2 separate regions of the Mus musculus genome follow, and region 2 is linked to region 1. A link is a contact called in public HiChIP or PLAC-seq data. All regions are on one chromosome and are shown on one strand. The core of a region is the stretch at or near the end of the contact, and the rest is flanking DNA. Distances in the headings are between cores, read along the strand shown. Region 1 holds the start of Gpx3 (glutathione peroxidase 3). Region 2 overlaps Gm2a (GM2 ganglioside activator protein).

What was found. HiChIP or PLAC-seq counts read pairs in DNA pulled down with a chosen protein or histone mark.
Region 2: a contact with region 1 is called in an H3K27ac HiChIP or PLAC-seq map of microglia, with 4 times the contacts expected there. The contact joins the enhancer-like site here to the promoter of Gpx3 in region 1. A contact is called at or near these places in 2 of 39 promoter capture datasets (the 3T3-L1 cell line and liver), 2 of 115 datasets of contacts at active chromatin or transcription factors (microglia and pancreatic cancer cells) and 2 of 9 other capture datasets (adipose tissue and liver).

Annotation. Positions count from the first base shown.
Region 1 is chr11:54,900,050-54,904,583 of GRCm38.p6, reverse strand. It overlaps Gpx3 (glutathione peroxidase 3), which reads right to left and starts at 1,730. Exons shown (of 5, transcript NM_008161.4): 1 at 1,532-1,730. The coding sequence starts at 1,618.
Region 2 is chr11:55,104,181-55,108,297 of GRCm38.p6, reverse strand. All of the region lies in intron 2 of Gm2a (GM2 ganglioside activator protein), which reads right to left. Among named protein-coding and RNA genes, the nearest start is that of Gm2a, 8.3 kb to the right of the region's middle. Within about 2 kb of position 1,382, at least 57 of the 459 cell types and tissues checked have an H3K27ac peak or open chromatin away from gene starts, as enhancers often do. A contact at or near this core is called in liver and microglia, where this site is marked.

The sequences.
Region 1 (4,534 bases), core at 481-2,980:
TCCCCCTTCTCAGGATTCCAGCCTGTCAACTGTAAGATGGAGTGGGATTCAGGTCCACTTAAGGCCTTTCAGCCTTGACGTCAGCCTGTGCTCCCATGATGCTCTCTGCCTTGTGCAGTCAGTCACCTAGAAACCAGTGGTTACTAGGATGCCACGTCAGCAGCTGGTAGTCCACAGCTATGCAAAGCCTTCTGCAGCTGTAACCTGGACCAGACAGAGGCTTTCCCTGTCCTTGCCCCTCCCTTTGAGTGTAGAGGACATCTTTCAGTGGCTTTATCACACTGGGTCTGCACACGTCCCCTCCCTGTTCCCTTGTTCTGAAGTTGGATCCAGGCAAGCAGTTGAATCCCAGAAGCCAGAGCTGTAATGTGTTAACTCCAAGGACCTGGGAGCTCAGATGGGCATGCCTGGGCTGTGAGGAGCCAGAAGCTTCAGCTAGTTATGAGATAAGATAACACCACACCCTAAGACTTTTCTAGACTGCTCTCTCTCTTCCCTCTGAACTCACCCATCTCTCCTTCATTCTATGGACAGCACAAGGCCAGTGTGCTTTCCTGCAGCCTCCTCAGGACAGGATTCAACCCCCAACCCAAGCAGTTCCCACACTAAAGGCACAGGGCTAGTGCCCCCGTCCACCCCCACCCCATCTCCACACCACACCCCCTAATCAATCTCTCTCTCTCTCTCTCTCTCTCTCTCTCTCTCTCGGACATACAAGATCTTAGAAGGAAGACCCTGAGGATTTTAGAAACTCAAAGCTAGAGCCTACCCAGTTTTGTGCCCACGCATGCAAGTGTGCAGGGGTGCATGGTGTGCATGGTGTGTGTGAAGTTGGGGACCACAGTCTCTTTCTTTGGGTTCATGCTTTCTGCATTCTCACCCTAGGGAAGAGGAGAGGCCTACAGAGCCCACCCAGCACAGGCCTGACCAAGAAGATAAGCATGCCGGGGCATCTGCCCTCAGGCTCGCCATTTCTATTCCAGTTCAGGGTACCACAGCTAGACTAGGAGAGATGAAGCTCCAGAAGACTTCCTGGCCTGGGTTGGCTTCTCTAGCTACAGTGTCTGCTCCATGCATGGCAGGCCAGTGAACTGTGAATAGGGAAAGCAACTGCAGGGTTCCATAGCCTTCCAGCCATCCTCTCCAGCTACGCCCTGCTGATGGAGAAACTGAGGCCCAGAAAGGGATGCGCCCCCAAATAAAAATTCTTCCTGTCACAGATCTCTGCCTCCAGCGCCCTGGGATGAGTGAAGAAACCATCGGCCCACCCTCTTCCCCGGCAATTTTTTTTCAGGATTGTGGCCACCAGCGACCCCAAGATGACAGTGGAAGAAAATGTATAAACTCGGGAAAGACTGCCCTCCTGGGTTAGTACTGCCCTCTGAAGCACGCGGGTCTGTGTTGGAAGAGCGCAGAGACCGAGGGTTACAAGTGAGGCTCTCGGTGCCTCTGGGGAAGCAGTGGCTCTCCCAGTCGCGCAGTGGACACCTGGGTGCCATGGACTCTTCTTGAGCTCCGGAGGTTCACTCACCTTAGACTTCTCTTGTCCCCGGCCCGGCGGAACAAACCCGGCCAGGAGCAGGGACAGAAGGCAGGATGCCCGGAGGATCCGGGCCATGGCGGGCTGGGGCGCGTCTTGGGGTGGCCACCGTCCGTCTGAGGTGTCCGAAGCGCTCAGCCACATTTCAAGCCATCCACTGTGGCCAATCCGCAGCCAGGCGGGGGCTTCCTAGCCAATGGCAACGCGGTTAAGATTTAAAGGGCAAGACATACCCGCCCCTTTTTCCTCCTCTCCCCAGACCGGGGCGACGGTGACACAAGCCTAGGAGGAAGAGAAGGGGGCCCGGCTGCCTGGGAAGAACAGGAGATGGGCGCGGCCAAGGTTCTAGACAACACCCAGGACACAGCTTTTTTCCCCAAGCTCTGAAAACCTAGGGCCCCGAGGACTTAACATAGAACCCGTTAGTGCAAATAATAAGCACTGTGTGAGCCAGGTGTAGAGACTCACGCCTGTAATCGCAGAATCCAAAAAGCTGAAACAGGAGGATTGCGTAGGTTCAGTGCAATCTGCAGCCTTAGCTACAGACTGAGACCCTGCGCCAACTGGGAATGTAGCTTAGTGGTACAGCACTTGACCAGCTCGCATGAGGCCATAGGTTTATTCAATCCCCAGCATCAGCAAGCTAGAGGGATCTGTGAACGTGATTTTAAATTCAGCCTTCTCGGTTAGGTTGTGGGTGACAGCTCAGGAGAGTAGGAACCAGAAAATACACCACCACCACCTTTTTTTTAAATTAGCACATAAAAATTATGTGTCTATCTCTGTGGTCTTAAACTCATTATTTCCCTTCTCTGAGCCTCAGTTTCCTCTACTATAATGATGGGATTGGTTAATGAGCTCTAAGGTCTCCCAGGCTCTGACTATGTGATTTGCTTCTAAGCAGTAGGCCTAGTCCAGGAGTCTCTTGAGTGTACACAACAGGTGTTTAAATATTTGTTGAATCAATCATTAAATCATCAGATTTGTTTGTGCTTTCATATAAGGTCAGGCCAGGCATCTCTAGATTGAGAGCTTCCAGGCTTAATCCGGTCTGCAATAGAGGTTTGGTGCATCCTGCCTTGCTACCACAGTGGGCTGGAGAGCTGTTAGGACAGTCTTGGGCTGCACATCAGAACCACTGTGTTGAGCCTCTGCCTTCAGACTCATTGCAGAAGGGATTCGAAGGCCCCTGACCCCAGTCTTGGTTGTGTGAGTCCTAGATTAGGTGGCCTTCTGAAAAGTTCCTGACTCAGAGATGCCTCGAAGTACCATGCTTTTACTATGATTCAGGGAGTTAATGTGACCCGTGGAATTTGAAATTTTCTGCACTCATAAGGCCTGGCTCTATGGTGGGGCTGGTGAGATGGCTCAGCAGGTAAAAGCCCTCACAAGGCTGTGTAATAAAAGGGCTTGCAACTGATGACTTGAGTTTAATCTCCAGAACCAAGGGTGCAAGGAAGGAACGAACTGGTTTCTGAGAGTTGACTTCTAACCTCCAGCACAACAATAATAAATAAATGGATAAACTCATTGTGTTGAAGTAGAAAGAACCTGGAGACCAGGAAGCCCTTATACCATGGAGGCATGTGACTAGCTGACACAGTAGGTTTTTAATTGATATCACTATTCTAAAACCTTAAGTTCCTGAGGCCTAGCAACCTTGCAGTCCTTTATGAAAATTCCTGCAGTAAATTTGTGGCAGATAACCTACCAGAAGACAGTCTCTGGTCCATGTTGTTCTGTTGCCCTTTTTTTCTGTATCCTCTGGGAGTGACCCACTCACAATACTCAGGCTTTGGGTTTTGAATGACTGTGTCCATGAGCAGTGCTTGGTTGCATTGGTTTTGGTTTGGTTTGGTTTGGTTTTGTCAATTTGACACAAACTGGAGTCATCTGGGAAGAAGGAGCCACAGTTGAGGATTGCCTCTATCAGACTGGCCTGTGGGAGCATTTTCTTGATTGATAATTGATGTGGAAGAATCCAGGCCACTATGGGTGGTCTTCATGTGTATAAGAAAGCAAACTGCTGCTTGGATGTAGTGGCACAGCCTTTAATCCCAGCGCTTGGGAGACAGAGGAAAAAGTAAGTACATCTCTGTGAGTTCAAGGCCAGCCTGGTCTACAAAACAAGTTCAGGGACAGCCACAGCTACACAGAAAAACCCTGTTTCAAAACAAACAAGGGAGGGGGGGAGGAAAAAGGAAAGAAAGAAAGCTTTTGCATTCTACACAGAGGAGGCATGAGTCCCAAGGATTCTGCGGTGGCTAAGGAGGCTGAGATTGTGGGTGGCAAGTTCAAGACCAATCTGAGGAGCAAGCTCCAGGTCAGGCTCTACTATACATTGCAAGACCCTCTTACAAAAACAAAACGGGGGAACAAAGAAGCTTCCCCTCAAATAACCAATAGCTTGAACTACAAAGTAAAACTTTATATAAAACAAAAATGCCTTCCTTAAATTCAACCAGGCAAAGAGATGAGCCTGAAAGCTGGTGGCATAACCTGTGACCCCATTACTTGGGGCACTGTGTGGAGGATGACAAGTTCAAGGTCAGCCTGGGTAACTTAGTGCATGGTGGCACATGCCTTTAATCCCAGCACTTGGGAGGCAGAGGCAGGCGGATTTCTGAGTTCGAGGCCAGCCTGGTCTACAAAAAAAAAAAAAAAAAAAAAAAAAAAAAGAAAGAAAGAAAGAAAGAAAGAAAGAAAAAGAAAAAGAAAGATACAATGGGGGAATGTAGCTCAGTGTGCAGAGTGCTTGCCCCACACCACTGAGCCCTGAGACCCAGCTCCAGCACCACATAAATGGCAGGAGATCATATGCTCGAGACCAGCCTGAGCCTGTCTGAAGAGGAGGAGGAGGAGGAGGAGGAGGAGGAGGAGGAGGAGGAGGAGGAGGAGGAGGAGGAGGAGGGAGGCATAAACAATTGGATTAGATGTGAAGGTTCACACCTGTAATCCCAGCACCTGGGAGGAGGCTGAAGCAGAAGAATTACT
Region 2 (4,117 bases), core at 133-2,632, 200 kb before region 1:
CCAGCCTGGTCTACAGATCTAGACTGCAACAATAAACAAACCGATGGAAATGGATAGGGAGATTTCTCTGAGACTGGTCTATGGTCCTTATTGCAGTTGGTTCCAAAAGCTGAATGGCCTCTCCAGACCGAGCTGGATGAGAACCCTAGAATGGGCTTCCCTCTGCCAAGCCAGCCTAACCCCACTCTTGTTCTCACTGCCTACCTGACCGAGGAGAAGCAGCCGGGACTCCCAAGCAAAAAGCCCGATTCACTGGCACATACAGAAGACTAACTATACCAGCTGCTGTGCATGCCAGCTGTCTCTCTGTGTCCCACCAAAACCAGGAAGGAAAAGGTGCACAGAGTGGTCAGCGGGAAATCAGCGCTCCCCACATGATTCCTGAGCATGGTACAGGAGGGTGCGTGTGTGTGTGTGTGTGTGTGTGTGTGTGTGTGTGTGTGTGTGTCCATCATTCACTTGGGTTTTTTTTTTTTTAAGTAGGTCTCCCACTAACTCAGCAGGTCTGCTAGGGGTCCTCCCATCTCTTCCTCCTCAGACCTAGGGTTCCGAGTATGTAGACCATCATGCCTGGGGGGTTGAATCTAGGTCCTCGTGCTTGCACAGGAAGCATGTTATCAACTGAGCCATCTCCCCAGCCTGGAAGCCGCAGTTCTCAGAATCCTTTCTTTTTTGACAGGGTTTCTCTGTCTAGCCCTGGCTGTCCTGGAACTCACTCTGTAGACCAAGCTGGCCTCGAACTCAGAAATCCGCCTGCCTCTGCCTCCCAAGTGCTGGGATTAAAGGCGTGCGCCACCACGCCCGGCTCAGAACCCTTTCAGCTCAGACATGCGAGCGACCTCTGCGTCTCAACCTTACTAGATCAGGGGGTTTCACCTTTGTGTTCTTTGTTTGGATCTTGGTGTGATAGGCTTGTATGTGGCTCAGGCTGGTCTTAAACTTGCTGTGCAGCAGACAGTGGCCATGACCTCCCAGATGCTGAGATTAATTACAGATGTGAGCCATCACCCTGGCTGGGGTTCTGCTTCTGAGAGATAAATCTGGGGATGGTACTCATTCCTCCAGACTCCACTAGTCCCAGACTGCTGCCTGAATCTTCAAATGACCGAGTACAAGAGGTACAGGCTGTCTTCTTCAAGGCCGGGAAATGGTGAAGGCAACACAGCCTGAATCCTGTGCGGAGTTGAAGCTGCTTGCCTCGGTGGCCTGCTCTGCTAACCTGAATCCATCCTGATTGTGCAGTGACCTTTCCTCTGGCCGGCCTCATCTGCTAAGAAAGTCTATTTCTCCTCAGATGAGGAACAGCCAGAGGGCCTGAGCTGGAGAGTAGCTCTGCCCCTGAGGGAGTTGGTCAAATGCCTTCAGTCTCTACTTCCTCAGTCAAGAGTGGGATGGTTTTCACAGTACTTCTGCCTTTTGTGAGGTCCCACTGAGGAAGATAGCACCTGGCCAGCACTTAGGAGCCTCAGGACACAAAACCTACTGCCAGCGGCTTCACATTCTTCTTCCCCTCATTTAGCCAAGGTCCCCAAGAGGAACTTGAAGCAGTCACCAACTAAACAGAAGTAACCAACTTACAGTTGAATGTTTATGGAGCTTCCCCCACAACTGCTCCTCCCCAGCCCAGGATCAGCACAGCATTGGAAGCCCAGGGCAGAAGTCAGTGATGTCAAAGGCTAGTCCCTAGGCAGCAGCCACAACCTGCCATTAGGGAATTAATCCTATCCATCTCAAACTTACGACCAGCAGGGCTCAGAAGTATATCCCATGTATCCTCGGCTGCAGCGCTTGTTCACCTGGCACAACTAAACCAACTCCTAAAGTCCACAGACATGCACTGTAAAGGCACTTGCTAAGGCCCTTGGCAACCCCTTCCTAACACAGGCCATTGCTCCGCCACATGGATAGAGCTGTGTCTAGATCTCACAACAATATACACTATGTTCAAACACCTAAGAATCAGCTGGGTGGCAGTGGCGTACGCCTTTAAACCCAGCACTTGGGAGGCAGAGGCAGGCAGATCTCTGAATTTGAAGCCAGCCTGGTCTACAGAATGAGTTCCAGGACAACTAAGGTTACACAGAGAAACCCTGTCTCAAGCAAATAAACAAAACAAAAAGAAGTTTAAAACCACTCAGGGCTAAGGAGATGGCTCAGTTGGTAAAGTGTCTGCCAGGCAAGCATGAGGACCTAAGCTCAGATGCCAGGATCCCAGAAAAATCTAGATGTAGTGGCTGGCACAGGCTCAGCACTGGAGAAGCAAAGTTGGGCAGACCCTGGAGCTCACTGGCCATCTTTCTAGCCAAACTGATGAACTCCAGGCACAATGGGACCCCATCTAAGGTGAAGAGAGGTTGAGGGGTGCACCTAACATTGACCTCTAGTCACCACATATATGTATATACATGTGCTCAGGCATACATACACACATGTGCACACACCCACCCACTCCAGATTCAACATTGAGAGCAGAGAATAGCATTCAGGCAACACTGGCAGACTCAGTTCAGCAGCCAGTCTCCCTTTCCAATCTGGACAAATTCTGTCCTTTTTTATCCACGGGACTTGACCTCTTCCTATTGGATAATAGCTGAAGAAAATGTACTAGATCAGCAAGGAGAAGCCATGGGCAGGGGTGGAGAGGCACTGAGATCTCTCCAGGCCTTCTAGCTCAATCACTGACAATGATTGACATGTCAACACGTGCCAGCACGAACTGGGCACATCCTGTGTGCTAGGCACTGAGTAAAGCACCATCCACATTACTGATTAACTCAGTTCTTGCTCAAGAGATGCCTAAGACTCAGAAAATTGAGCCCAACAGTACAGGGTGGTCTCCAACTGGCCGTGAGACTGAACATGACTTGACCTCCTGAATTTCCTGTACTTCTCCCTAAGTGCTATAATATACAAGCATGCATCACCAGGCTTGGCTCCCAAAATCTCTTAAATGATCTAAACGTGTTCCAGAATAGGTCTGGACCAGAAAGAGACTGCAGGGCATATAAGAACATCTTAGAAAGGTGGTGACTCTAACCAGAGAGTGAAGAGCTACAATAAACAGTGCCACAAGATGCCTTTACTATAAAATAAGAAAATATACAAAAACACATGCAAAGTTGGGCAATGGGTGGGAATAAGCTGATGTCCCCAAATAGATCTAAAAAGCAAGTGAACTGTGAAAGGATCGCTCGCCCTCATGAGGGATGACATTAGAGACTGGCCAAGACTCGGACTCTTAGTGTCAAAAATTGTGTGGGGAAGAAAACACAGCTGTCAGTGTAGGTGTAAACCTGGTTGGCTGTTTGGAGACATTTGGGCATTGATTATCAAAAGAGCTTTAAAAGCGTGCATCTGAGCCAGCGGGCTGCCTCAGCAGGACAAGGTGCTTGCCTTGTAAGCCTGGCGATCCGAGTTCCTGCCCCAGAACCCAACAAAAAGGTGGAAGGAGAGAACCAACTCTACAACTTGTCCCTGTTCCCTGTGTCGTGTGGGCCTCACCCCACATCTCCATATGCAGACACAAGAATAATAAATAAAAACATTTAATGTGAAGGTACATAGTCAGGAGAGTATGAATAGATCATTATTATACGGACAAATTCTAGCCCGCATGGCGTCTCCCAAATTAATCACGCTGTCTCATTAGAACAATGAGTGAAGATTCTGGGAGGATCCGTAACAGCCAACAATGAGCAGCTCCTAAGGAATTAGGCTAGGAGAAGACATTTAATAGAAGCTATTCATGGTGGCACACGCCTGTAATCCCAGTCCTCGGGAGGTGATGGCAGAAGGAGCAGAAGTTCAAGGCTATCCTTAGGTACTTACATTAAGTTGTGGGGCAGCCTAAACTACCTAAGGAAGGCCCTGGCTCAAAAGAACAGAAACAAAGTTGGGGATGTGGTTTTGGCAGAGTGCTCACCTAATATGCATGAGAGGCCCCGGGGTCCATTCCAGGTGTGGTAGTACCCCTGTGATCTGAGTACTCAAGAAGTGGAGGCCAGAGAGCCAGGAGCTCACAGCAAGTTCAAGGCCAGCTAAGGCTACATAAAGCCCTCCCTCAAAACATACATACAAAGCACTGCTTGTTTTCATATGTATTTTTTAAAAAATAAAT